2 separate regions of the Xenopus laevis genome follow, and region 2 is linked to region 1. Evidence: chromatin contacts called from public Hi-C data. All regions are on one chromosome and are shown on one strand. Each heading gives the region's core, a stretch centred on a gene start, on an enhancer-like site or on the middle of the called end of the contact. The rest is flanking DNA. Distances are from core to core; before and after follow the strand shown. Region 1 has its middle 13 kb from the start of prkca.S. Region 2 overlaps prkca.S (protein kinase C alpha type).

Region 1 (3,996 bases), core at 631-3,130:
GTTTTGACCACGCCCATTTTGTAGCCACGCCCCCTAATTACCATGTTAATTTGGCAGGTTATGATAGTTTGAACTTATTTCTGTGTTTTTTTTTTTTGCAGTTTTCACTAATTAAGGTGAATTGCCCTTTACGCTGTGAGTCTAAAGCTGGCCATAGACACAAAGATCCGATCGTAGGAATCCACAATTCGTACGATTTTCGGACCGTGTGTGGAGAGACCCGACATTTTTCGTCCAGCGGAGATCAGTCATTTGGTCGATCGGACAGGTTAAAAGATTTCTGTCGGCTGCCGATAATATCTCTGCATGTATTGCCGATCGTACGATTTTCAGAGGGAAACTGTCACCAGCTTTTTTCGGACATAACTTTCGTACGATTGCTGTCAGGGGCAGAACATCGGCTGATCTGTTCTTTTCTACTTTATTTGATCGGAATGGTTAGTGGCAGGTCGGAGATGGGGAAGTTCATTCGTTCGTCCGATATTGCAGGTAAATCTGCACGTCTATGGCAAGCTTTACTTCTCCCAAGGAACTGTTATCTTATATTGTTACAATGACTTATTTGCTTATCTCAAAATTGTTACAAAAGTATCTTATCTGCTGCTGTGGCTGTTCTGGGCTCTCTGCCAAAAGCCAATTATGTTAGAAACATTGTTTCTTTTTCTGCCTGTTCAGTGCAGAGAAAATAGGGACTTTCCAGTACAAACGAGGGACTGTGGGTTGAGCTGTCAAAATATTAATAACGCTAAAATTCATTTTGTTCCCCTAGTCTCCATAAACCCAGATTGTAGATCTACGTATGAACTCTAAAAGGAGCGCTTCTCCTCCAGAAAGGGATAGCGTCAGCTGTTAGAATAGGCAGGGTTAATATAGAGAAACGGGATAAATCTCGGGCCCGGACTGCCAATCTGTGGAGTCTGGCAGATACCAGAGGGGCTGCTGTAAGTAAGATGTCATTGAAAGTCACTGTTTAGTGGGCTGGTGGTGGGCTATTTGGCCCTTTGTGTATTTTAAATGCCTGCGCCTATTCTGACTCACAGTCTGAGCCTGTATCCCCTAACCCAGTTCTGAAGAGTGACTGCAGTCTGTACTAGTCACCAAACCCACATACACTTTACTGTAACTTTACCGTCTGCCCTTATATACTCAATAGGTGGGTTCTAACCACTCTTTAGGGTTGCCACCATTTCTGTTAAAAAAAATAACAGCCTTCCTATTTTTTTTTCTCTATTAATTACATTGGCATTAGTGCACCATGACCCCTGCAAAAAAAAAAAAAATCTTCAGAGGGCTGGAGCAGCACCCCCTCCACCAGCCTTAAGGCAGTGGCTAGGGTTGCCACCTTTTCTGGAAAAAAATACCGGCCTTCCTATATATTTATCTTTTTTCCCTCTAAAGGTAGAACTCCACAGCAATTTTACCTGTGATACTTCCGGTAAAAATTATGGTTGATCCCAATGTTAATAAGGGTAGAACTACACGGGTAATTTTACCTGCGCTACCTTTAGTTTTCGACACAATGAGACTAATCACAGGCGTCACGTCGGATGCGTAGAATCTAATGTAAGTAATACAAATGTTGCACGTATGCCCTGATTGCATTGTTGTGTCAGTTGCAATTAGCTTCTACGTGCGACATTTGTATTACTTACATTAGATTTGGCGCATCTGACGTGTGGCCTGCGATTAGTCTCATCGCATCGGACTGGAAGGTAACGTAGGTAAAATTACACTGGGATCAACCATCATTTTTACTGCCCAGGCTGGTCAAATACCGGCCAGGTGGCAACCCATCGCCATGGCCCACAAGGAGATTTGTCGCTCCTGATAAAAATGCATGACCATGGGCAACAAATCTTCATTGGAAATCGTCAGCGTTAAAACCAACGCATCGCTTCGTTCTTCCAACATTGCCGAAGTTGCCTCGGGAGGAAACTGCAGGCAGCTTTGGGATGTGTAGGATTTACCCCCAGTGGTGTCATTTCTTTCCAGTGGAGAGGCATTTTCAAGAGAGGTGCAGCCCTCAGTCGTGCATAAATAAGCATGGACAACAAATCTCCTTGTAGGCCACTGCCCTTAATCAGGCCCGGATTTGTGGAAAGGACACCAAGGCCCGGGCCTAGGGCGGCAGGATTTTAGGGGGGGCGGAATTCTGCCCAACCACACCCACATTGGTTCAAAAACACTGGGGATGCGCAGGAGATACAATCATTAAATTTCCCGTGCCCCGATCCCCATTGCTCTGGTGATTAAAGGGAGGGGACAGGGGAGACGAATGGCAGTGGGCCTAGGGGCGCCCACTGTGTAGGGCCCTGCCCTTAATGGTTGCATCCCCCACTCGTGTCCCAGGGAAGCTATGGGAGTGGGGATTCTGACAACTATACAACTATAGAGGAAGCAGATCATGCAGTCAAGGCCCCCCTGTCTCCTGACCCAACCCCCCCCTGGCATGTCAATGATTGGCATCAAGCTCTGGTACTGGGAGTGTGAGAGTCCCCTCCTAACTATAACATGTTCTTCCTGGGAGTACCTACATGGTGAATAGATCCCTTGACTTGCTGGCCAAGGAGTTATAGGGGGCCAGTAGAGCATAGGCTGATGTTAGGGTTGCCACCTGGCGGCCTGGCCAGTAAAAACGATGGTTGATCCAAATGTTATTGATAGGGAAAAATGATAAATATAGAGTAAGGCCGGTATTTTTTTACAGCAAAGGTGCCAACCCTAGCTGATGTCTTATTCCCATAAATTTTGCCCTGGGGCTCAGTAACTCCCTTACAATACTGCTTTCTTATCACTTTTATAAAATCCCTTTGGGAGGTTTGGGTTATGGGGGCAATTATTATTATCTCCTGATTAATTAAAATCATATAGATCAGAGACAGAATCTAGATATGGCTAGATACAGCTAGTGTATAACAGCTCATTTTATACGTATATGGTATGTGATTTGTTTTGCTTTCCCCTCCCAGGAGCAGACATACTCAGGGTTGGACTGGGGGGCCCAGGGCCCACTGGGTTTGCTACTTCAGGCCCCTGCCACAGTGGTGAAGACACAGATACCTCAGAACCCCCCCAGCTGCAACCTTCCTGACCCCCTCGCCCCTACCTTTTTTTCTGATGACGGGGGGCTGGGAGGGAGGTCGATAGGTGCCGCCAACAGCGGGTCTGGGGTCCCACTGTATTCAGTTACCTGGGGTGCTTCATGTCTGACTATAAGACACAGAGCCTAAACTACAGAAAGTCATCAAGACTTACTGAATACAGGGCCAGCATTGGGGCGCAGGGGGGACTGTTATCCCAGACCCGTTGAAATGTTGATCCAAAAAGGGACACAGCCACATTACAAAAGTTACTCAAACTGTGTAAGTTATGTACAAAGTTACATTACAACTTGCACAGTTTACATATTTAAATTTCTTGAACAAAAAAGCTGCCTATACTTGCCTAAAGCTTACATAAGTTACATTCACATCAAAATGCTGTGAACCTTGACAGGGCAATGAATTAAAAAAAACTTTTTACAAAATCCACCGCCCTTCCATTAACTGGCTGCAGGGCCGGCCTTAGGCCTATTGGACCAATTGGGCCCAATTGGGCCCCGCGCCTCTGGGGGCCCCGCACCAGAGGGCAGCACAGGTAATATTTCCCCCAGCACATGATGCTGCCTGGCCTGCCCCCAACTCCTCTCACTCTCTTACCTTGTCTGCCCCTTTCCTTTCTATTTTGTGCCTGTATGCTCTTATTTTCCTAAATACTTGGTGTGTCGGGAGCCAGCAAAACTTTGTCTAGGGGCCCCGCCAACATGGTCCCAATTGGGCCCCACATTTGATAGGACCAGCCCTGACTGGCTGACTCATTAGCTCAGTAATTAATTAAATTATTCATTTATTGTAAAATAACAACAGCTGTTTATATTGGGATCTACTTACAGACAGGGCCGCTCCTGCCATGAGGCAAGGTGAGCACCTTACCTCAGGCGGCAGTGAACGGACAGTC
Region 2 (4,126 bases), core at 216-2,715, 83 kb after region 1:
GTTAGTGGCAGGTCGGGAGATGGGAAAGTCTGATCGTACGTTGATTCGTACGATCGGATCTTTGCATCTGAAGCCGGGGCCCTGCCAGCTTATTAAAGCACTTCTCATACTAAGTTAAGAGTCACTTCATCTGTCCTTAGCCATCAGTAAGATGTTATCTTCTGCCAAATGACTCTGTACTGCCTCAGAATCCTGAAGGATGATCTGCCACTTGGCTGCCTCATGAGCCACACAGAATGCAGAAGGGCTCTTTAGGGCCACAGGAACCAGTTACTTATCCAGAGTGCAGTGATTCGTTGCTCTGCTCCCAAGGCTTCTCTCTGACATTCACACCTTTGCAGTATGTAGGACTGCAATCTCTGCATTTTCATTGCTAAAGAGTCGTAGGAATGCCAAATGCAACTGGTTGCCAACAGGGACAGCTCTCTATTCAGGGATTAGATGTGCAAACAGTTGCAGAAAGCTCATTAGGAAAAAGAAAAAGGAAAAGAAAAGATACACTGGAAGTTCTGTATATGAACAATGTTTGGTCCCTTGTCCCTATGGGGTAGATGGGGTGGGGTTTCTCTGGCATTAATTGGCACCACACATGGTTCCTTTCTTCACATCAGCTACAACATATGTTTTATCCCTACGCCCCTGTCTCCCCTCCCACCCAAACGCAAAGTGAATAGATGCAGCCTGTGTTGGCAGGAGTGAAGGAAAGGGAAGTTTGATCAACATAACAACTATGTAATCTGCTCTGTGGTATATGGCTCCTTTTGTAACTCCCAGGCCCAGCTATTCCCTGTATGGCTCCTTCTTTATCTTCCAGACCCTGCTATTCCCTCTATGGCTCCTTTTGTAACTCCCAGACCCTGCTATTCCCTGTATGGCTCATGTCATAACTCAGGTACAATATGGGTTTCCTGCATCGCTCCTCCTGTAAGGCATGAACCAATACAGATGCAGGTACCTTTTGTAGGTTAATGAGAAGTGAACGTTAGATTGTATGCTCTGTGCCTGAATAGTGTGGCTCTGTACAGGACAGGAAAAATAACCCGCTTTTGCTCTGTTATCTCCATATTCTGTGTTGGCACCCGTGAGGCACAGTACAAAGAGCCTATTTGATCTTCATGCAGGAGCTGCCAGTTTGCTATAGCATTAAGTACATCTAATTACATTTAATTATCTCTGTCCCTTGACCTTACAGACTATCGGTGATAAGTGGAGAAGTCATTTGATTGGGTATAGATAACAGCTTTTCAGTGATTCAGTATAATCTGTGTGCTGCCAGGCTCAGGTTGGGTTTGGGTTGGGTCACCTTCTCTCACTGCTGGCTCCATCTTTCCATCCTCTTTCAATCTTTCCCTCCTGTCTCTATCTTGCCCTCCAGTGGCCTAACTGTAGTGGAAGCAGACACCGCAGTCACAGGGGGGCCAGGAAAAAGGGGGGCCCGGACTGCGGGGTCTGGGGGTGGAGTCTGGATGGGGAGTGGGCGCCAGTATGGGGATCGGAGTGTGCTGGGGCCCTCTGAAGATTTTTTTGCAGGGGGGCTCGGCGCACTCTAGTTGCACCTCCCATCTCCATCTCGCCCTTTAAGTAGGGTTGCCACCTGGCCGGTACTATACCGGCCTGGCCTATGAAAATGATGGCTGATCCCAATGTTATTAATAGGGTAAAAAGATAAACATATAGGAAAGCTGGTATTTTTTTCCAGAAAAGGTGGCATCCCTAACTATAAGGCCTAGTTCAGTTACACTGTAGTTATGAGCCACTTTTTCTATAGTATAAAGATCCTTAACAACTCCCTGCATGCTTACATTACACCCTTCAACCAAAGTAGGGTGTAAATATATATGTAACGGGTTCCTTACATTTCTCAAACTTTTTCTCCATGGGCCACATTCAAATTTAAACACAGTTGGAGAGCAACACAAGCATGAAAATGTTCCTGAGGTGTACCAAATAAGGGCTGTGATTCGCTGTGACTCGGTAGCCCTATGTTGACTGACAGCCTACAGGAGCCTCTGTTTAGCAGTACATCTGGTTTTTATGCAATTAAAACTTGCCTCCAAGCCTGGAATTCAAAAATAATCAACTGCTTTGAGGCCACTGGGAGCAACATTCAAGAGGTTGGCTCATTAACCACTGGTTGGGGATCACTGCACTTCTTCCCCACCCCTTTTTGTCTGTCTGCCTGTCTCTTCCTAAGAGATTGTAAGTTCTTTGGGGCAGGGACCTCGGCCAAACGGTGTATCAAAACACCTAGACAAACACTTAGACATATATTTATTTATAATAAATAATAACTGGTTACATTTCTGCTGCTATACATACATACATTAACATTTTGTGGGGTTTTTCAGACCAAACTGCCAGAGGATTCAGATAAGAACCAGTGTAAATATTATAGTCTCAAACCCCCCCCTCCGCACTGCATGATCCCAGAGAGAAGATCCAGTTCCCCTGAGCTCTGAAGGTGCGAATCCAACTAAGATTCAGTTTTACTTTATAAGGAGGTTTGTGGCTGCACAGTGGGAGGGGGGCAGGAGCTGGGACTGATGAGCTTTTGTGGGGAGTTGAAGTGCATGCTGCAGGGATGTACAACAATCAAACCATTTCCATTATCTGTGTTAGGGGCAGATCCAGATCCAAGCCACTTCATCTAGCTGATAATACAGGGCCTCGGCCATGTGCTGCAGACATTTTATTCATACAACATTACAGTAAATACAGTACATACTGAGCAGTGTTTAGTGCTAGTCTTAATCAAATTAGTAAACATATACTCTACTACGTCAGGTGTATTGTTCTGTCTCCGTCTGTTGATCTTCTAAGAAGGGTGGTCTTATATATCAGGGGCTGCCTAATTCCTTTCCATGTGTCACTAGAGGCTCCTAGCAGACTGCAGTTATACATGCTTCTTTCTCTGGTTTTGCCTAGCTTATTTTACTTTACTTATTTTGGCATCCTGTATAGGTTAGAAACTGCTCCACTTGTAACATCCTCCTGCTCCTTGGCTGCTCTCTTTCCCATGGCCAGCCTGGAACCAGTGGCGGAACTACCGGGGGAGCAGGGGGTGTGAGTGGGCCAGGCCCCCCCCTCAGGGCCCCCCGGCAGTCCGCGCGCCGCTGCGCACATTCCCAGACAGTTTCCGGGTGTACGGAGGGGGGCTGGGGCCCGGCTGCGCGTCCTGCGCCAGGGCCCGCCCCCCTCTAGTTACGCTTCTGCCTCTCCCTGTGCAAGTGAATCCAATTTCTCCCCCCCAAGTATTTACTTAGGCACAAAGCTCTGATTCTTGTAATTCCTGCTTCTGGGCTGCTCTCTTTCCCATGGTCAGTCAGGATCATCCCCTTGGGTAAATGAATGTGGTGTCCTGTCCCCCAATACCTAGCCAAGTACTCTGTTTCTGTGTACTTCCTGCTCCTGGACTGCTCTCTACATGGATAATCAGGAACCTCCTTTGGGTATTTGAATCCAACCTCCCCACCCCAGTATTTACCCAGGTACAGAGATCTGATTATCTGTATTTAATGCTGCGGGCTGCTCTCTTTCCTATTGTCAAACGGGCATGGGCTAAAAGGATTCACTGGTTTTCTACATTGCCTTTAGTGTTAATGAGCCAAGGGAAACAGTTAAAATAAATTGGATGCAGCAAGAGCCCCCTCTAGTGACCTAGCCCCCATCTGCCAGTAAATCTTATACAAGTGTTTCCTATAGAAGCAACAAATACAATGTATCACTGTCATTTCAAGCCTATCCGCCAGCTTCTTTCAGGATCAAGTGCATAAATACACACCAGCAACACTGTATCGCTGCTCTGCTGTTGAACTTCCCCTTCCCTTAGGCATTTATCCATCTCTCCCTCACTGTCTCTGTCTGTCTAATAAATTCCTGGGCCAAAGGTTCTGTTCTGCTGAGGAGCTGGATCCCCACTGCCTATGCAGGAGGGGGCTGCTAGTTGTGCCCGTGGGATTGGTAAAGTGGGACATGGAGAAGTCATTGTTTGTCACTGTTGTGTTTCTCATTGCCTGGATGGTGGGTGGGAGATTTCGGTGCATGGGTGGTGCTGGAAATAGATGCTTTGGAGATATATATAGAATGGAAAGGTAACCTCGTCATTGTGATTCAGCGTTTTGTTCCA

Evidence for each region. Hi-C and Micro-C count contacts between places; a contact is called where the count stands out from the background.
Region 2: a Hi-C map of the XTC cell line shows a contact between it and region 1, with 5 times the contacts expected there. The contact joins two enhancer-like sites. A contact is called at or near these places in 3 of 4 Hi-C or Micro-C datasets (the XL177 cell line, the XTC cell line and animal cap).

The regions. Positions count from the first base shown.
Region 1 is chr9_10S:46,181,836-46,185,831 of Xenopus_laevis_v10.1, forward strand. No RefSeq gene overlaps it. Among protein-coding and RNA genes, the nearest start is that of prkca.S, 13 kb to the right of the region's middle. Within about 2 kb of position 1,881, at least 1 of the 7 cell types and tissues checked has an H3K27ac peak or open chromatin away from gene starts, as enhancers often do.
Region 2 is chr9_10S:46,265,711-46,269,836 of Xenopus_laevis_v10.1, forward strand. All of the region lies in intron 3 of prkca.S (protein kinase C alpha type), which reads left to right. Among protein-coding and RNA genes, the nearest start is that of LOC108702164, 51 kb to the right of the region's middle. Within about 2 kb of position 1,466, at least 1 of the 7 cell types and tissues checked has an H3K27ac peak or open chromatin away from gene starts, as enhancers often do.